Regions from separate parts of the Mus musculus genome. Here region 1 is linked to region 2. Evidence: chromatin contacts called from public promoter capture Hi-C data. All regions are on one chromosome and are shown on one strand. Each heading gives the region's core, a stretch centred on a gene start, on an enhancer-like site or on the middle of the called end of the contact. The rest is flanking DNA. Distances are from core to core; before and after follow the strand shown.

Region 1 (2,763 bases), core at 145-2,644, about 15 Mb after region 2:
ATAGTGGTTTTTAAAAACACATACTCAAGTCTGGAAAATGGTCAATAAATTTACAATGTTGCAAAAATGCAGGAGTGGATTTCCCACTTTTTAGTGTAGGAAGTTTATCATTATCTCAGACTTATTTGTGACTTACAAAGGTATGTAGCCTCATTCAGAACAATGAGAACATAAATGTGTGCTAATGGGTAATACAACATTTGATCATTCACAAGTTATTCACTTGTACTCAGCCCCGGGGAGGCCAGAAGTCAAGGTGAAAGTCACCTCCATTGTCTCCGTCATAAAAGGAAAGCACAAGGGCGGACCAAAAACTTGTAGATGATCCGGTTGCCAGTATTTCTCTAACAAGCAAAGAGCAGAGCCTTTCTGATACAGGAGGTTTCATGTAGCCGTGCGAGTCCCAGGACGCGCTATGATTTAGCATGACAGATCTAATTTTCTTTCCTTCCAATTCCCTCCGAGTCTCTACCTTATATAACCGGCTTTGAATAATTCTCAGCAACGTCAACTATCTGACCCTTAAAATGAGTGTTTCAGTCGTCTATTATCGGTCGGCTGATGACTAAGTATATCCCGGGCAAACCTGGAACTCACTATGTAGCCCGGCTGGTTTGGAACTCGTGGCAATCCTGCCTTAGGCACCTGAGAACTAGGACAGGTATAGGTCATCACACCACTGTCACCGGTTTACTCTCACTTTACGTAAAGTTTGCCCCAAATACTGTGATTTCTATGTACCGTCAAAGGGAACTGGGTTGCTGAACCAAGCAAGCATGTAGTTCTGTGCACACAGCTTCAGGAACAAGGCGAGCAAATTAATCCAGCTTGGCCGGTTGAGGCCAGGCTAAGCTCACAGCTTAAATTTAGGGTTATTTCAGGACGTGCCTTCTGCGTCCCGTAAGAACGTCAGCCCTAAGTAAGCAGAGCCCACGACCCTAGTGATCTAGAAAGGTGACGCTTCCTTGACTCCTGACAGGGCTGGGTAGCACTCCACAGCTCATCGGTAGAGTTCGAAAGGGCTCGGCAGAGCTCGACAGCGCTCCGGCAGAGCTCGGCAGAATTCGGTAGGGCTCCGGTAGCGCTCGGGCAAGGCTCGTTAGAGCCCCGGTAGGGCTCGGCAAAGCTCGACAGTGCTCCGGCAGGGCTCGGCAGTGTTCGGCAAGGCTCGTAAGCGCTCCGGCTGGGCTCGGCCGCGCTCGGACTCCTTCGGGTGCAGGAGCCCAGCCAACCCCACAGTAGCGGAGTGCCTGGCGGTGCGCGCTCCCCGAGACCCCGATCCCCAAGAGCCCCGAGGCCCGCCCATTGTGCCGCGGGGTTCGCCACCCCGCCAGCCGCCTGACGCAGCCGAGGCTCCGCCCCCGGCGTGACGCTAGCGTCAGGCCAGTCCCGGCATGCTTCGCGGCCGCCCGCGGTCTAGCGCACTGAGGCATCTTCCCGAGAGCGGCCGTGCCTCCGCGTCTCTGCACTGCGCACCCCGTCCGGCCGCCCGGTTGCCCCCGCCGCCCGCCCGTGCGTCCGAGCGGCCGCAGCCCTCCGCCGAGGGCGCCCCGGGACGGAAGGGTCCAGCAGCCTGCCGGCGCCCGCCGCGCTCGTGGTCGCCGTCGCCGTGGTCGTCGTGGTCGTGTCCGCCGTCGCCTGGGCCATGGCCAATTACATCCACGTCCCGCCCGGCTCGCCCGAGGTGCCGAAGCTCGACGTGACGGTGCAGGACCAGGAGGAGCAGCGCTGCCGCGACGGCGCCCTGAGCCTGCTGCGGCACCTGCGGCCGCACTGGGACCCCCGGGAGGTGACCCTGCAGGTGAGGCCGGACGGGCACCGGGTTTCCTTCCCGAAGCCGCCGCGTCAGCGACGTCTGCCCGGCCCCTGAAGAGGCTCCCGGGGATGGCTGCCGCGGCCCTCGTCATGCCTCTCCTCCCAGACCCCGCAGCCCATCCGCCTCCCGCGGTCCTCTCCGCTGCCCTCCCTCCCCTGCGCTTCCCTCCCATCCCTGCCTTATCCAGCCCGAGATCTTCCCACATCCCCATCTCCGAGCCGCGGGAGAACAACTCCTTTCCAAAGCGGAATGACCGGGGACCTGCTGCTGCCCACGCCAGGATGCTAGGGAACGCTATGCCGTGCGTTATAGGAAGGCTTGAATTGGAAGGTTTCTAAATTTGTAAAGTCTTAGAAGAATTAATGCTCAGGGTTGGAGTGAGCAGTGGCCTGGGAATATTTTCGTGAGTCAGTGGCTTTAAAGACAAAAATTCTCAGAAGGATACCCCTACCCCCGAAAAGCTAGGATTAGGAAAAAAAAAAGGCACTTGCAAGTTATGATCCACCATACCCACAATTTATCTGGTGTAATTGGTTATAGTTTTTTCAGTGCACAGCTTGTAGGATTACTAAGGTGAATTTCCTTTTTCCTTGCAAACAAGCCAAATTAGTAAAATTTTAACGGTTTGGGATTGTTTTAGATTTGAGCAGTAATTTGTATTATTCAAGACGTCTGTCATTTTGATGACTCCAATACATTGTTGGGGGTTTATACAGGATTTATTGATTTAAGTTTTTTGCTAAATTTTTTTTTTAGTATAATTAAAACATGAGTAGTGTCTAGGCCCCAGAGCAGTTCCTGACACTTGGGGGCTTTTATGAGTTTTAGTTTCGATTCTTGTTAGAAGTGTTCTGAGCAGCTGAAAGAGACCGACCCATATGTTTTGGGGAAGAAACTTGTTAGACAAAAGACTTTGACATTTAAGGTGTGCCTGTTGGCCAAGTATA
Region 2 (2,800 bases), core at 29-2,528:
GAAAGAAATCTGAACATACTAGGTACAGTCCCATTTTTTTTTTTTTTTAATATTTCCTATGGTAGGCCTGGCGGCGGGGGTGGGGTGGGGCTGCTAATACTGTTAACACTAACAGTTCCAGAGCCTTAACTGTGTGCCTGTCATCGTTCTACCTGCTTAATGTGCATTTATTTATTTAAATGACGAGAAAAGCATCAACTGCCTAGGAAAGAAAAAAAGTAGGTAGAAATTGCTTTTGTATTTCAACGAAGAGGTAACACTACAAAGTCGCCAGACACCTGAGTCAATTCTGGGTAGGCACAGTAGAAGCCTCGCATGGTCCACACTGATTATGGGGTATCTGCGGTAGGTTGGAGGCAGCAGAGATATCTACCGGTTAATTCCAGTGTAGGAGCAATACAACAGTGTGGCAATAGCAGCCAAGAGTGTGGGCAAGCATGGTAGCATGGGGAATGGGGGGGGGGGGAGGGAAAGCTATAGGTAGAGGGATATTATTAAATGCAATTTACAGGTTAAAAAATGGGCTTTGAAATGTAAAGATGTTTTGCAAGGGAATTGCGGCTACGAAAGGAAATAACGCGGGAAACAGGCTTTTACAACCTCCTATCCTGACAATCACTGAACTGTGCAAGAGAACCAACAACCTGTCTTCTTAAAATTAATGATAAAAAAATAAAATATGGCTGGAGTGATGACTCAGCGATAGGACATTAGCTCTTCCAGAGGAATGGGGTTTAATCCCCAGCAGTGGCAGCTCACAAATGTCTCTAACGCCAGTTCTAGGGGACCCAGCGTTCCTCTTCTGGCTTTTACGGGCACTGCTCACACACGGTACACAGACACACATGCAAGCAAAACACTCTACACATAAATTTTAAAGCTAAAACAAAAAATAACTACTAGAGGCTCTGGCCCAACTAAGCCTCCTGCAGTGACGGTCTCAGAGCGATACTGTCAATCAAAATTTTCTGTTCCGCACGCCATGTTGACTCCAGTGCGCAAGCGCACAACACGCCATCGTGTCGTTCCCACCACCCCCATCTCGCTCCGCCCAAATGCAGTGGTTTGCAGTGCGCATGCACTCACCGCGTCGTTATCCACGTCTCCGAGGCAGATGGCGTGCGGGAAGAGACTCCCGCTGAAATCCAGCGCCACGCGCTGCACATAACTAACCGACCTCATGGCACTCTGGAGGGCTGAGGTGCCGGGCCACTGCACCAAAACGACCCCCGAGCCCTCAGGACAGCCGTGCACGCGTGTCAGGCCACCGAACCGGAAGTCTACGTCACCGCTTAAGCCTTGAGTTCCGGCTTTCTTCCCCTAACCTTAGGGGAGGAGGCGGGCCTTCCGTGCCAGGAGCTGACTTGATACCTGGGGCTTGACCTTTTTCTCTGAGGGGGATTCAGACCATCCCTCGGGTCATAGTAATAGCCGTCATAATTAACAGCTTTGTTTTCCAACAATTTTTATGAAATTCCCTAATGGAGTTGTCAACGCAATGTAGTGGATTACAACCCACGTTAAAAAAAAAACAAAAACAAAACTTAAGGGGCCAAAAATAGAGCTCAGCAATTAAGAGCACTGGCTGCTTGCTCTTGTAGAGGACCCTGGGAAGATTCCTAGCCCCGACATGGTGCTCGCACCCATCCATCTGTAATTCCAGTTCTAAGAAGTCCGACGCCAGACAACCTCTTCTGGCTTCCCAGGCACCTAGGTGATGCACACATACACATGTAGCAGGAGAGCCACCACAAAGATTTTAAAAATATGAAAACAGACAAAGAGAAAAAGATCTAAGTAGTAAATCGTGTTATTTTGTTAAAGCCTTGTTTTGGGGATATATATATATATATATATATACCCTGGATTATAATGAAAAAATTATGCTGTGTACTTTATGGGCAGCAGTTTGAAAAATACCTATTGCAAAGCACACCTTACATGTATTATTTAATCAGCAAAATTATGTAAGCTTTATTGTTTCTTCAGGTGAGGAAACCATGTTCATCAAGATTGAGTAACTTTGCAGAAAGTGGTAGACGTGAGATTCAAACCAAGATGTCTGATGTAAAATGTTAGAGCTCTTTTGTCACTATTGCAGTTCCCATGGAAGTGAAGGCTGCTGGGATTCTGGACCCGAGGCATGATGTAGCCCCACCCCAGCACAAAGAGACCTGTTTCTAGTGGCCTTACTCTAGTTTAGGTGGGGCCATTATTCTCATGACTGGGGCTGCTTGGGATACTTTCCCTGATAAACCAGGTTCTGCCTTTCTTCTGAGATGTGATCAAGGCAACAGGAGTGTTAGTTAAACTACATGTGGTAGTGCTCGCCTGTAATTCTAGCACCTGGGAGGCAGAGGCAGGAGGATCAAGAGATCAGTATCAGCCTTGGCTGTGTAATTCTATGTCAGCTTTGGTTACATGAGACCCCATCTCCAACAAAAAGTCAATAAAAACAAAAGACACTCGATAGAAATTCCTGTAGTCCTGGCGCTAGGGACGCAGAGGCAGCAGTTCAGGATTATTGTCAATCACATGCAGTCTGAGGCCAGCCTGAAACACACTGAGACTCTCTTAAGGAGGAAAACCCTTTAGTTTTACATGTGCAAGCTAATCTACATTTGGCTTCTCATCTTAGGGGGTGCTGGACCAGAGATGTCCTACGTTCTATGTCAAAGGTGGTGAAAGAAGTCTGAGATGAGAGACCTTTCTACCCTAGAGGAAAGGATGGATTTGGTTTTCGTGGCTCTGACAGCTCAAAGTAGAAAGGAAAAAGGCACTGCAGATCCATTCCCAGTTA

The links. Promoter capture Hi-C pulls out the DNA fragments that hold promoters and counts their contacts.
Region 1: a promoter capture Hi-C map of pre-B cells shows a contact between it and region 2. The contact joins the promoter of Etnk1 here to the promoter of Itfg2 in region 2.

Annotation. Positions count from the first base shown.
Region 1 is chr6:143,165,836-143,168,598 of GRCm38.p6, forward strand. It overlaps Etnk1 (ethanolamine kinase 1), which reads left to right and starts at 1,395. Exons shown (of 8, transcript NM_029250.2): 1 at 1,395-1,801. The coding sequence starts at 1,646.
Region 2 is chr6:128,423,632-128,426,431 of GRCm38.p6, forward strand. It overlaps Itfg2 (integrin alpha FG-GAP repeat containing 2), which reads right to left and starts at 1,279. Exons shown (of 12, transcript NM_133927.1): 1 at 1,087-1,279. The coding sequence starts at 1,182.